Regions from separate parts of the Mus musculus genome. Here all the other regions are linked to region 1. A link is a contact called in public promoter capture Hi-C data. All regions are on one chromosome and are shown on one strand. Each heading gives the region's core, a stretch centred on a gene start, on an enhancer-like site or on the middle of the called end of the contact. The rest is flanking DNA. Distances are from core to core; before and after follow the strand shown. Region 1 holds the start of Fbxo27 (F-box protein 27). Region 2 holds the start of Gmfg (glia maturation factor, gamma). Region 3 has its middle 20 kb from the start of Ifnl2.

Region 1 (4,765 bases), core at 1,677-4,176:
GCCCCAGTAAAATGCACTCAAAGGATCTCTGGCCCTTGCAAACCCATGCCTGCCAGGAGTGTCTTTTTTGGAGACCCAAGTCATACCAAATAGTCTACCATACTGATGAAGGACAAGGTCTGGCTGTGAGACCCCGACTTAGAGCGTTTCTCCCTGGAAGGTAAAGCCCCTGGATGTTCCCCAAGCTTGTTTTCCCCGATCTCTAAAAATACAGCCAGAAAGAAGCTCTTTGTTCTCTATAGCCAGCAAAAAGCCTTTTTGTTTCTATACTGTACAACCAGAGATGCCTGCCTTCCTGTGCCGAGGACACGGAGATAAAAATTCAGAAAGAACTCACTCCCCACTCCTGCCTTGTAAATTTCACCAAGGACACCCGGAAGAGAAGAGCTCTCTTCCCAACTCCTCCCAACTCCTCAGCTAGCTGTTAAAAGCCCCTACTGTCACCGCTGGAGGGGGGGGTGTCGAACTCCCCTGCCCTGCATGGCAGAGGGACTTCGTCCTCAGCTAGCTGATAATAAAACCTCTTGCAGTTTGCATCAGGTGTGGTTTTCTCTCAGGATGTTGGGGTGTTGGCCAGCTCATCCCGGGACTTGAGCAGAGGCCCAGCATTGGGGGTCTTACATGGCCAGGTCCACAGACAGGCATAGGTCAAATTTGGTCACTTTAGAAAAAGCCATAGTGTAATTTAGGGTTGTGAGTTAATGTCAGTTGGCCTAGAGGCTGTGGTTAACCACAGGGGCAAGCAGCTAATTGGTTAGTCAATCCAGGAAGCTCCAATAAAGACTCTGTACAGAGAACGGACACTCTTACAGACATCTGGATACAGGCAGCCTGACTCCATGGAGCACTCACTGGCTTTGAGCTCACCTATGACATCCTTTTGCTTCAGCATCCCAAGTGCTGGGATTACAAGTGTGTGCCGTGGGCCCCAGTGCTTACTAACGGGCTTTTCCTGTGCCCAGACTCACCAGTCAGAGACAGCAATCTCCACACCACCACTGTCCAGCAGCTCTGGCCACAGACCCTTCTCCACCAGGTCCACGACCTGCTTCTTGCGACACCAGCTAGGAAGGTGAGACAGCGGTTGGCTGGTCCGTGAGAACCCGCAGGTCTTTCTTCAAGGTCTCTGACCCAGGGTGAGGGGGGGACGGGGGGGGGGGAACGGGGGACGACGACGACACGGGGGGGGCGGGGAACACGGGGGGGGGGGGCGGGGAGGGTTTTCACCTGAAGGAAGTCACGAAGCAGGTCTGTGAAGGGGCCCCAGGTACAGGTTTCCTGTTCTTCTCCACCACCCATCCATCCCCACCGTGCCGCACCATCCATTTGCGCAGGCCTTCTGTAGAGAAAAAAACAGTAGAGGCAATCGCAGTACCAGGGACGCAAAGGCTTTAGGAATGTGGTCGAATTGAAGCTGCGCCGCCCCTCCTCCACCCCTCAGGTTTGAAAAGAATCGGAAACCTGAGCAGGCAGGAAGGACGGCTCAGTGGGAAAACTTTAGCCTAATTAATCATCAGACTTCACGCAGAAATACAAGGAGAGAACTGTGGATACAAAGTTGGCCGCTGAGCACCTACCACCTGTACGCGAGACTTGAGCCTTTTAACAACACACCAAAATAATTTTAAAAAATTAAAAGTTTATGTCTGCAGACTATGTATATATGCCCTCTCTCCAGAGGCCAGAAGAAAGGGTGGTCTCCCTGAGACTTGAGTTACAGATGGTTGTGAGTCTCCACTTGAGTGTTTGGAACTGAGCTTAGGTCCTTTGGAGGAGCAGCTCTTAGCCGCTGAGCTATCTTTCCAACCCGCAAAAACAAAAAGCAAAACAACAACAAAAACAAAATATACTAACAAAATTTAAAAATTTGTAACTGCTCTTCTAGAGGACCTGGGGTCAGTTCCCAGCTCCCAAGCCATGAGGCTTAGTCTCCTGAAACTCCAGGCGCAGGGACGAAAATAAATTGTTAAAATGTAAAAGCCAATGAAACAAAAGATATTTATGTGTTGATTTTAATTGCTCTTGGTGCCTCTCTGTGCATCCTGTCTCTCAGATAGAAGATATGCTGTTTGGTCCCCTCTACCGCTCTCTTATGTAGGTCAGGTGATTCCAGCTACTCTAACTGGGTCAAGTGTGACCCCACTTCTAGCCCCTCCCTCTGCTACATCTGTAGACCTGCCTCTTGGTTTAACTCTAGGCCCCGCCCATTTCATACCTTGTGACTCCGCCCTATCCTCTCACTGGTTTCCTTCTGGTCTCACAGCCTACAAATATCCCGTGACCCCGCCCTTAATACCTTCCGGGGGATTCCTTCTTGGCTCTGTCCATTAGCATTCTTGGGGCCCCGCCCTTTGTGCTACAGTTCTCTCTTGGTCCCGCCCCTAGGCTTCCTCTAGGCCCCGCCTTCTCAGCGCCTCACCTTGGCCACAGGGGTTGCTGATGAGGTTGCGTCCTAGCGGTCTCAGTGCGCAGAATTGGCCCAGCGGGCAGGGCGTGTCTTCGTGGGCAGGGGGCAGACAGCGGCGGGCTAGTGTCAGCAGGGCGCGGCCCGCTGCGCTGTGGTCACGGGCCAGCAGCAGCAACCATAGGGCCTGGCCATCTACCAGGGCGCGCCAGGCGCGGCACACTCGGCGGCAGTGCATCAGCAGCGTGCGCGGGGGCACGTGGCTCAGTACCAGCAGGAGCAGCTCCGGGGGCAGACGGCTCAGGTCCAGGACCTCCTGGGGGTCGGGCTCCGGCGTCGGGACCCGGGTCCTGGATATCCAGGCACCCATGGTCCCCGCGCCCCGCTTGGCTGGGACTGCAGGAGAAGAGGGGTTAGATGTTAGTGATTAGCAGCCTCTGCTGCCAGGCTTTGCAGCCGTCCACCCCGAGACTAACATCCCCGAAGCCATCCACTGTCTCCCACGTCCCTTACCGCCTCTCTGTCCCCAAAGCCTACCCTCCTCCCAGCCCGCTGGTGCTCACCGGCACCCCTGCCAGCTCCCCTTCGCGGCCTGGAGGACCGCATAGCTATAGCTTTGCCTAATACTATCCTTCCCAGGCGAAACCTCTCTGAGATTCGCCGAATGTCCAGCCCTGTGGATCCAGACCCCACCTCCTTCCGGCTTAGGACTGGTGGACAGTTTAGGAATCCACCTGAGGACACAGATTAGGCCAGGGCTCTGGCACAGTCCTAGCGGTTCAGCAACCAATCCAACACTTGGAGTGACCCTAAATCCGCAGTGGACGCCTGGCATCTGGTAACAACTATTATTTCGGGTAGGCATCCAAGTGGAAGGCTCCACCCCTAAACGCCTTGTGCAGTCCGTGACCTTAATCCCAGACAATCATCCAGTCATCCGCGATTTACAAGAAAAAGCAGGCTCTAGAGGACAACAATGACCCCGCTAATCGAAAGCATCAGCTGAAGCTTACAGTTTCGAACTTCGGCAACTTAGCACATTTTAAAAAGAGATTTATCTTATGTATGTGAGTACACTGTAGCTGTACAGATGGTTGTGAGCCTTTATGTGGTTGTCCGGAACTGAACTTTTAGAACTTCTGCTTGCCCCGGTCAGCCTTGCTTGCTCTGGTAGGTTCTGCTCGATCTGATCGACCTGCTGAGTCTCTGCTTGCTCCAACCCAAAGATTTATTATTATACATAAGTATACTGTAGCTGTCTTCAGACACACCATAAGAGGGCATCGGATCTCATTCTGGATGGTTGTGAGCCACCATGTGGTTGCTGGGATTTGAACTCAGGACCTTTGAAATGAGCCATCTCGTCAGCTCCCCGAACATCTTAACACAGAAAAGGAACCGAGGCTCTTAGAGGCCGTGACCTTCCTAAGTGACTAGTAGTGTTAGTGAGTGGGTCTAGCTCCAGATTTTTTTTTTTTTTTTTTTGACAGGGTCTCACTTTGTAGGGCTGGCTAGCCTGGAACTCACTGTGTACGCAAACTGAGAGACCTGCCTGCCTCTGCCTCCTGAGTGCTGGGACTAAAGACATGTATTACTATGACCAGCTCTGTCGGGCAGTGGTGGCGCATGCCTTTAATCCCAGCACTTGGGAGGCAGAGGCAGGTGGATTTATGAGTTTGAGGCCAACCCGGTCTCCAGAGTGAATTCCAGGACAGCCAGGGCTAAAAGAGAAACCCTGTCTCGAAAAAAAAAAAATAGTTTTATGTGTATGGAGGTTTGCCCGCATTTATGTCTCCACCATGTTTGTGCCTGGTATCTGGGGAGGTCAGAGGAGGTATTTTCAGGATTCCCTGGAACTGGAGTTACATGTGGTCGAGAGCACCTGTGATGCTAGTTAAACCCAGGTCCTTTGGGGAAATTGGCCATCTATCTCTCCAGCCCTACTTTTCAACTGAGACTCAGGTAGAGCCCATGCTGTCCTTGAACTCACTAAGTAGCCAAGCATGACACTGATCTTCTACCTCTGGAGAACTGGAATTGCAGGCAAGTGTCACCATACCCTGTTTATCTTTTATTTTAACCTGTGTAAGACTCCGGGGAGCCCCTGAGTGAACCACGTGGAGCTGGGATCGATGCAAAAAGCAAGAGGAATTTATTGTTCCAGTGCACTGGGATTGTCCCAGACCCGAAGGAGAGGTGGTGACCCCCAGCATCCATTCAAGGAGTTTTTATATGGTTTCCAGGGGCAGAGCATCAGCAACTAGGCACAATATGACTGGCAGAACAGTGCACCCTTTAAACTGATTGGTCTTTAGCGAATGAGGTAACAAGGACATCCCTTGTCTGAAGGTGGGCAGTAGT
Region 2 (4,765 bases), core at 610-3,109, 250 kb after region 1:
CTAGTGGCTTTGGGCTACCTTATCTAAAATGAAAACTTTTTTTTTTTTTTTTAAGCTCTAGGACCTGGCTCTACAGGCAAGAGCTCTGTACAGTTGTCCTCCCAACCTTTTCTTTTTATTTAACTCCTGTGCTGGCTAGTTTGTGTCAACTTGACACAAGCTATAGTCATTCAAGGGGAGAGAACCGCTATTGAGAAATTGCCTCCATTAGATCAGATTTAGGTCAAGTCTATAGGGCACTTTTTTTTTTTTTTTTTTTTTTTTTTTGGTTTTTTTGAGACAGGGTTTCTCTGTATAGCCCTGGCTGTCCTGGAACTCACTCTGTAGACCAGGCTGGCCTCGAACTCAGAAATCCGCCTGCCTCTGCCTCCCGAGTGCTGGGATTAAAGGCATGCGCCACCACGCCCGGCTTATAGGGCACTTTCTTTAGTGATATAGGAACATAGCTCCATTGTGGGTATACCACTCCTGGGCTGGTGGCCCCGGGTACTATAAGAAAATAGTTTGACCACGCCACGAGAGGCCTGTGAGCAGCACTCTTCCATGGCCTCTGCATCAGCTCCTGCCTCCAGGTGCCAGTCACGTTTGAGTTCCTGCCCTGACTTTCCTCAGTGGATTGTGATTCAGGCTATGTAAGCCAAATAAACCCTTCTCTTCCTAACTTGCTTTTGGTCGTAGTGGTTCATCACAGCAATAGTGACCCTAACTGAAGCACCTGGCTTTTTTTTGCCCTCGAACTCACTCTGTAGACCAGGCTGGCCTCAAGCACACAGAGAAATCTGCCTGCTTCTATCTCTTGCATTGGGGTATTAAAAGTCAGTGCCACCACACCCAGCCTTATTTGGCTTTTTGATACAGGGTCTTGTGTAGTCCAGGCTAGCCTCCAACTTAACACTGTAGCCAAGAATGACCTTGAATCCTGGTCCCTCTCTCTGCACCCTTAGAGTGCCAGCATTAGAAAAGCATGTGTCACGGTGCCCTGTTTATGAGGTAGCTGATCCAACCCTGGCGCACCCTCCCAACTTTGTCCCCAGACATCTTCCTGTATTTGGAATGTCCAGAATCCCAGCCCCTCACCTGGAGTTCATCCTCCAGCACCACCATCTGCCGGTCTTTGTCCACTTTCACTGGGGAGGGATAGAACACAGATTACAGACCCCTCGCCATTCCAGGGGACACCAGCCCAGACTTCCCTGCCTTGCTGTTCCCCCCCCCCCGACAGCCCCCCCCCCCGTGCCACCCTTGAGAGGGCAGAGGTCACTGACTTATGATGGCGGCATTGTTGGTCTCTTTTCGGAAACGAAATTTCCTCAATGTTTCCTTTAGCTCCGGGTCCACTTCACACACCACCAGGGAGTCCGACTGCCAATGGGACAGGGAAGAGCTGAGCCGGCTTAGCTTCTAACCTGGCCCCTTTCCTGACCCAAGTATCTTCGTAAGTCAATGAAGACGCTGAAACTAGCCTAGATGAGTGGCCTTTGGCAAACACCTGGATAGGGAGGCAGTTACTAAGACACACAGTTCAGCTCCGAGGGACACACAGGGGCCAGGTACCACCTTCCTGGAGGATTCCCTTGGATTACTCCAAAAGACCTAAGCATCTGCTTGCCTGAGGCCTCTACCTCTACGACCAAGCTTTGTCAAGACTGGGTCCCTTCCCTTCCTGCCTGTGACCTTCATCCCCCATCTGACCTCCATCCAGGTCACCCTGAACTCGGCCCCCTCACCCTTCCTTGTCACCCAGGCCCTCTGACCATGTTTTTCTGTCCTTAGGCCTCTTCTCAGTTCCTCTGTCTTCTAGGGGTGGGGACCCCAGGCTGAGAGGGATGGGCTATGAAAGGGGGAAGCTTTCCTCTAACACCACATCCTGTTTATGCCTAGCCTAGGACAACTGTCACAAAGGGCTCCTCCCCTTCCTTCCTTCCCTGCATCTGTCAGAACCTGTGAGGCTTTTCAGTCACTAAGATGGGGGTTCGAATACTGCCTCACTGTGGCCCTAGTTAAATTTGCAACTCTGGTCTGGGATTGCTGTGAAGAGAAAAAAACTTCACCTATCTCCCAGATAGAGATGCCTAAAAAGAGGAAATAAGTCTGGTACTGTGGAAAACACGTTTATTCTTTATTTTCTTGTTTTTTCAAGACAGGGTCTCTCTGTATAGGTCCTCTCTTATAGACCAGGCTGGCGTTGAACTCAAAGATCAGCCCGTCTCTGTCTCCCAAGTGCTGGGATTAAAGTTTGCTGTCACCCACTGCTAAATTCAACCATTCTACTAACTCCATTCTCCCAGGTCCCACTGCCTCTAGAGCAGTGACAGGCTACATAGAGAAACCCTGTCTCAAAAATTAATAAATGCTACCATGAAAATGGTGGCCTATTGTTGGAGTGATGTTTTTGTATACTGTGTCAAGATGTGTCTCTGTCCTTCCTTGCCTACCTCAGGTGTCCTCTGATAGGTTAAAATAAAAAGCCTATGGCCTATAGCAAAAGGCAGAAGAGCAAGGTGGGACTTCTGGACAGAGAAAGCAACTCTGGAAAAGAATCAATCGTGGTAGACATGGAGGAAATGGACTGTATGAAACCGAGGAGAGGTAACAAGTCACATAGCAGAACTTAGATTAGTATAAATGGAATAATTGAGTTACAAGCTATTTGGGAACACGCCTAGCTTAAGGCCAAAGCTATTAAATAAATATAATGGTCTCTGTGTTATTTGGGAGCAAGGGTAGGCATAGAAAAGGCCCAAACAGTTACAGCTTATTATATGTATATATATATGTGTGTGTAATACATGTGTGTGTAATAAGTATGTATATGTAATAAGTATATATATGTAATATGTATGTTTATATATACATCTATATACTATTATATATGTGTATATAATATAATTATAAATATATAACTAAATATATTTAATTAAATCTATACAATTCAAATATAATTTTTTTTTAATTTTTAAATTTTTAAAATTTATTTTATTTATGTGAGTATACTGTAGCTGTCTTCAAACACACCAGAAGAGGGCATCAGATCTTATTATAGGTGGCTGTGAGCCACCATGTGGTTGCTGGGAATTGAACTCAGGACCTCTGAAAGAGCAGTCAGTGCTCTTAACTGCTGAGCCATCTCTCCAGCCCCCAATTTAAATATAATTGCAATGTTTATTAATTATATAACATAATACATAATATACATTGATAGATATAGATATCTTCCAGCAGTCAGGATTGCCAAGTCTGAGGCCAACCTAGGTGACAACAGTGAACTCCAGAAGAGCCAGTGTTACACAGAGACACTGCATACCAAAAGACCAAAATAGGGCCGGTGAGGTGGCTCAGAAGGTAAAGGTACTTGCTACCAAGCCTGAAAAATTGAATTCATTCCTTGAACCCACATGGAAGGAGAGAACTGATTCCCACAAATTGTCCTCTGACCTCCGCAAGTGGGACGTGGCGTGTTCATGCATGCACAAACATAAACAAATAAACTCTAATGAGAAATGTAAAAGGACACAGGAGATTCTAGCTGAGCACGATGATGTGTGCCTGCAATTCCAGCACTGGGGAGCCAGAAGCAGGAGGATGGGGACCTGCAGGCCATTCTGAGCTACATAGCTCAGCTTTTTGTCAAAAACAACAAAACAGAGCCAGTTCTTTAATTTTAGAATTTGATAGGCAAAGAAAGACAGGAGATCAAGAGCTAAGGACAACCTTGGCTACATAGCAAATTTGAGGCCAACCTGGATTACAGTGAAGCCAGCCTGGGCATACACAAGGTCCTGTCTCAAAAAAAAAAAAAAAAAAAAAAAAAAAAAAGCAACATCAAAAAACAGGTGTTCCAGAGATAGCTCGCCATCTAGAACCAGTTAAGAGCACTGGCAGCGGAGAAGTAGCTGTGAACATCTTTCATCCCAGCACCCTGGAGGCAGAGACAGGCAGATCTTTGAGTTTGAGGTCAGCCTGGTCTATACAGTGAGTTCAGAATAGCCATGGCTACACAGAAAAGCCCTTCTCAAAAAAACCAAAACCCCAAAACCAAACAAACACAAACTCTAGAAAATCTGATAAAATAAACAAATGGGCATTGAGGGGTTATGTGTAGCTCAGTGAGAGCAGGCATTATCATACACAGGGCCTGGCCTTTTGATCTCATGAGTGTCCCACACAGATACACAAGTTCCCCTTCCCTTGAAACAATTCCTGGGTAATGTGACCTATTTATATGCCCAAATTTTGGAAAAAAAATCAATTCATAAAGCCACCTGTTCTATAAAGAAGAAATAAAGGCAAAGTAACTTATGAGAAAACCATATGTATTTTAGTGAAGAAATAAAAAAAATATTTCTAAGTTCTTGCTCCACTTGACTTTCTGTGCTGGCTCCCCTTTTTAATAATGGGCAGGTCCCATCACTGGTCTCCATCCCACCTGCCAGGTACCTCTTCAGTCTTCCCAACTCTTCCTATGATCTCTCCCTGACCCCTGATGAATCTTCTCCTAAGCCTCCATACAATTTTAGTTCTTCTATTTTAAAAACAAAGAACTCCCTCTCTAGCTTGTGTGGTGGTACAGATCTCTAACCCCAGCACTCAGGAGTCTGAGGCAGGAGTCTTGGCCAGCCATGAATATCTAAAAAGACATTGTCTCCAAAGACCAAAAAAAAAAAAAAAAAAAAAAAGGTGGAGTGGGCTGGGAAGATAGCTCAGTGGTTAAGAGCACTGACTGCTGCTCTTCCAGAGGTCCTGAGTTCAATTCCCAGCAACCACA
Region 3 (4,765 bases), core at 1,043-3,542, 200 kb after region 1:
TCAGATCCCATTACAGATGGTTGTGAGCCACCATGTGGTTGCTGGGAATTGAAGTCAGGACCTTTCAGAAGAGCAGTCAGTGTTCTTAACCACTGAGCCATCTCTCCAGCCCTGAAGGCAACTCTTAAAGGGACAACATTTAACTGGGGCTGGCTTACAGGTTCAGAGGTTCAGTCTATTATTATCACAGTAGGGAGCATGGCTGTGTCTCGGCAGATGCGGTGCTGGAGAAGGAGCTGAGAGTTCTGCATCTTGACCGAAGGCAACCAGGAGAGACTGGCACCCTTAGGCAGCTAAAAGGAAGCTCTCTCCCACAATGGGTGGAGCCCGAGCATAGGAGGATACCTCCAAAGCCCACCCCCCACAGTGACGCACTTCCTCCAACAAGGCCACGCCTCCTAACGGTACCATTCCCTATAGGCCAAAGACTTTCAAACCACCACAGGGGATAAGGAAATTGACTGAGTAGGTAAGAATGCTTACTGAGAAAGCACTAGGATCTGAATCCAGATTCCCAGGATCCACCTAAAAGACAAAGAACGTCAATGCTGGCTTGGGTGTAGGGTAATAAAGACAGGCAACAGTAGCTTGCTGGATACCAGCCGAGCACATCAACACTCTGGGTCCAATGACCCTGTGTCAAAGAAATAAGGCACAGACTGAGAGCAGAGGACACTTAGTGCCTTCCTTTGGATTCCAATGATCGTGCACATGTGTCCAGGCACCTGCACATATGTCACACATACATCATACATACATAAACATAAACATAAACCAACAAGAAAATCAGGAAGGAAGTTTCTGCTACACTCAAATTTTAATTAGGAGTAAAAGCACCTATATTAAGCAATCATTATGTGCTAAGCACGACTTTAGGCCTGGGAATTTAACATGGACCTACTTGGTGTGGGTCCCTTGCAGCCCACAGTCTAGTGGGGGAGGGGTGGATAGACAAGAAGACACACACAGTAAAACGTGTGTCCGGTTGGGCCTAGTAAGAAACAATGCTGGTCTCCGGGATGTGTTTGTTCTCCAGGAGCGTGCTGCTGGGAAGCAAGCTTCCCTGTGCATTAAGCTGTTCCTAAGAGGCTGTTTCTCTTTCCATTTCTTTGCCCTGTTGTGATACCGCCAAGGGGATCTGCAACAGAGGCCAAACACATAGCACGCCCGAATGTTGGCCTTTTAGCCTTTAGGAATATAGGCAAAGTAAACCTTTTTTCTTTATCAAGTACCCAGTCTTCAGCTTTGTGTTATAGCCACAGGAGACTGGCTGACATAGAGGGTACAGACCATGTGCTTTTTGTGTGTCTATACGGCATGTACCAATAGCTAAATGGATCTAAGTACACGCGGGGCACAGGGGCCACCTGCTCTGCTAAACAGAAGAAGGTAATATAATGCATTATTAAGAAACACCAAGGGGGTACACAGAGAAGGCCGGTCTCAAAACAAAACAAACAAACAAACAAAACAAAACAAAATCAAACAAGCAAAAGAGAAAGAAAGAAAAAGAGCCAGGCATGGTGGCACACGCCTTTAATCCCAGCACTTGGGAGGCAGAAGCAGGCAGATTTCTGAGTTCGAGGCCAGCCTGGTCTACAAAGTGAGTTCCCGGACAGCCAGGGCAACACAGAGAAACCCTGTCTCGGATAAAAAAAAAAAAAAAAAAGAAAAGAAAAGAAAAGAAAAAAGAAAAAGAACCTGATGGGATATCAGAGCGCCACCACCAGGGCAAAGTTCTCCTAGTCAACTGGTAACACAAAAGGATCCCTAGATGCCCACAGGCAAGGCAGGTGGGAGGGCGCCTAGAGCAGGGTGCCGCTAACTGTGTGAAGTTCAGGAGGACCTCGGCAGGAGCCTCCAGCAGCGCACGGGCAGCGCACGGGCAGCTTGAGGCAGCTGGGTGGGAAGAAGGCTTCTTTAGTCTCCCGACCGCACCCCCATGCCACGGCCCTCCACCTCAGCATATGTCCCCTCGGAGTTGGGACAGGACCTAAAAACAATCACTAGGCTAGCTTCACAGAGACATCTAGAGACACTCTAGCCAGCTAAGCGTGTGGCGTCAGGGACATGGCCAAGACAGCTGCCCCTTCTTCATCTCAGTGTATCCCTGTCCTGCCACCTAAAGAAACCAGAGGGCCAGAATCCTTACTGCTTGACCGGCCACCTTCGTTACTGCCAGTGTCCCTGTAGCACCCTCTACTGGCCAGGTTGGCCAAGTTTCTACTCTACAAAGAATAATACAGAGAGGGGGCGGGGTGTCTTTTAATAGGTGTGGACTCAACCAATCATCGATTGAAAATACCAAGAGGCGATGGACAGTATTGGCTCGTGCTTTCAATCCCAGCACTCGGGAGGCATAGGCAGCGAGTGAGGCCAACCTGATCTATAGAATGAGATCTGGAACAGCCGGCCAGGACTACACTGAGTAAACAAAGGGGGGGGGGGAGGGAGAGGGAGAAAGAAGGGGAGGAAGGGAGGGAGAGAGAATTCAGAGAAGCAAGGATTCTGAGCCATGATAGCAGAATGGATCAGTAATTCCAGCACACAGAAGTTAGGAAGGTAATGAAATAAGGAATAAGACCTCTCAAAGGAGGAAGAGGCCTGGGGAGATGGGTCAGCCAGCAAAGTGCTTGCTGAATAAGGGTTAGACCCTCAACACCGGCATAAAAAAGCTAGGGAAGAGAAGAAGATAAACTGGGGCTTGCTGGCCAGCCAACCTAGCCTACTTGTTTAATAGCAGTCCAGCGAGGAACTCTTGCTAAAAAAGGAAAAGAAGAGAAGAGAAGAGAAGAGAAGAGAAGAGAAGAGAAGAGAAGAGAAGAGAAGAGAAGGACAGAAACCAAGGTTTCATGAACACACACACTAAATAAATAAATGAATATCTAGGGCCAACAAGATGGCTCAACAGGTAAAAGTAATAAATTACCATACAAGCCTGATGGAACCAAGAAGTATCACATTGAAAACCCACACATTGGGCTGGTGAGATGGCTCAGTGGGTAAGGGCACCCGACTGCTCTTCTGAAGGTCAGGAGTTCAAATCCCAGCAACCACATGGTGGCTCACAACCATCCGTAACGAGATCTGACTCCCTCTTCTGGAGTGTCTGAGGACAGCTACAGTGTACTTACATATAATAAAATAAATAAATAAATCTTAAAAAAAAAAATCACCCATTTCTACATTAAAAAAAAAAAAAAAAAGAAAACCCACACATTTGCCCTCCACAGGGATAACCTGTTGCACTCTGATGACACCCATTTTTCCTCTTGGAAGTCCAGGGCCCTGGCATCTGGGAAGTAGTTCTGCAGTCCTGTGACCTCAACTCAACCAATGTGAAGGAGTTCTGTAGAGTCATGTGACCTCAGGGCACTCAATCACACACATCACAACAGATCAGGTTGTGTGTGTGTGTGGGGGGGGGGTGTCTCTGCAGTGATGCTGAACCTCTGTAATCCCAGAGATTAAGAGGGTGAAGCAGGAGGATCAGGCGTTCTATGATACCCAAGGAAAAACCCTGTCTCAAACAAACTCTAAGCAGGGCATGGTGGGAGTGCCTGAATTACCCGGCAAGCATTTGGAAATTGGAGGCAGGAATACTAGGAGTTCAAGGTCCTCCTCAGCTACATGGTGGATTTGAGGCTAGTCTAGGCTATATGAGATCCTAACTCAGAATGCCAGTGTGTGTGTGTGTGTGTGTGTGTGTCTGTCTGTCTGTCTGTCTGTCTATGTATGTACCTGTGTGTCTGTGTGGTGTGGATCTGTGTTTGTGTGTATGTAGGAGCTGTAAGGATGGCTTGCTGTTTACACTGACATTTCAACACAGACAGCACTGTATCGGGTTATCTTGAGGAGTCTGCATAATCATAGGCATAAAATGCTTATAGAGGCTGAAGATTTGGCTGAAGTGGATAGAGTGCTTGCTTAGCATGCAGGAAGCCCTAGGTTTGAGGGGGTGAAGTGGCTCATGCCTGCAATTCCAGCACTCTAGAAGTGGAGGTCCAAGGATCGAGAGTTTAAGGTCACCCTTGAGTGCATAGAGAGTTCAAGGCCAGCCTGTATAAAAGTGGGGGGGGGGGCAGGGGAGCCTGTTAGTGTCATAGGCCGTTAATCCTAACCTTCAGACAAAGGCAGGAGGATCTCTGTGAGTTCCAGGCCAGCTTGAGAGTTCCAGCCTGTGAGACCCTGTCTCAAAAAAAAGAAAAAGAAAAAGAAAAAAGAAAAAAAAAAAGCCTAAGGGGGCGGGTAATAAAAAGAAAACGGCTTCTGGAACATTTCATGGAGCATAGTGACTCTCATTATTTATTACGGGGTGTGGCACAAGTCATCCAAACCCATCATCTTTCTTCTGGCACCCCCCCAAAACTCCTACATGTGTCCCCTAAGATTCCAAGAAAGGCCTCCTCCGTGCCCCAATTTCTTTAAAAACATCTCCCTCCTTGCTGTGTGCCTTCGCCATCGCTAGAATTCGGGGTGAGTCAGGGCAACTTCCTCTCCTCCCACCATCCTCTAGGTTCTGAGGATTTTCCAGTCAGGATTCCAAGCTCCTGGGTTTCTCTTTGCGACCAAGTCTTCTGTCCGTCATCCTCTGGCCCCACCCACCAGGTATCTCTCCACCCCGCCTCCTCCCCTCCTCACCCTGCCCTGCAATTACATCAGCAGAATAGTCTCGGGCAGTTCCCTGGGGAACTCTTAGACTAAGAACACCTGGGCGACGTCCCAGAGCCGTGACTGGTGCAGCCGCCTTCCTCCATCGCCAAGT

Evidence for each region. Promoter capture Hi-C pulls out the DNA fragments that hold promoters and counts their contacts. Capture Hi-C pulls out chosen DNA fragments and counts their contacts.
Region 2: a promoter capture Hi-C map of adipose tissue shows a contact between it and region 1. The contact joins the promoter of Gmfg here to the promoter of Fbxo27 in region 1. A contact is called at or near these places in 4 of 39 promoter capture datasets (cranial neural crest, embryonic stem cells and neural stem cells), 1 of 15 datasets of contacts at CTCF or cohesin (the NIH/3T3 cell line), 2 of 484 Hi-C or Micro-C datasets (bone marrow-derived macrophages and embryonic stem cells), 17 of 115 datasets of contacts at active chromatin or transcription factors (the SCID.adh cell line, bone marrow-derived macrophages, effector CD8 T cells and 9 more) and 4 of 9 other capture datasets (adipose tissue, embryonic stem cells, liver and 1 more).
Region 3: a promoter capture Hi-C map of epiblast stem cells shows a contact between it and region 1, with 4 times the contacts expected there. The contact joins the enhancer-like site here to the promoter of Fbxo27 in region 1. A contact is called at or near these places in 7 of 39 promoter capture datasets (the 3T3-L1 cell line, the C10 cell line, the HPC-7 cell line and 4 more), 1 of 115 datasets of contacts at active chromatin or transcription factors (forebrain) and 2 of 9 other capture datasets (embryonic stem cells and pancreatic islet).

What each region holds. Positions count from the first base shown.
Region 1 is chr7:28,691,305-28,696,069 of GRCm38.p6, reverse strand. It overlaps Fbxo27 (F-box protein 27), which reads right to left and starts at 2,926. Exons shown (of 5, transcript NM_001163702.1): 1 at 2,420-2,926; 2 at 1,228-1,339; 3 at 969-1,064. The coding sequence starts at 2,774.
Region 2 is chr7:28,438,031-28,442,795 of GRCm38.p6, reverse strand. It overlaps Gmfg (glia maturation factor, gamma), which reads right to left and starts at 1,859. Exons shown (of 7, transcript NM_001039192.2): 1 at 1,755-1,859; 2 at 1,266-1,362; 3 at 1,078-1,127. The coding sequence starts at 1,757.
Region 3 is chr7:28,488,103-28,492,867 of GRCm38.p6, reverse strand. No RefSeq gene overlaps it. Among named protein-coding and RNA genes, the nearest start is that of Ifnl2, 20 kb to the left of the region's middle. Within about 2 kb of position 2,292, at least 27 of the 459 cell types and tissues checked have an H3K27ac peak or open chromatin away from gene starts, as enhancers often do. A contact at or near this core is called in embryonic stem cells and epiblast stem cells, where this site is marked.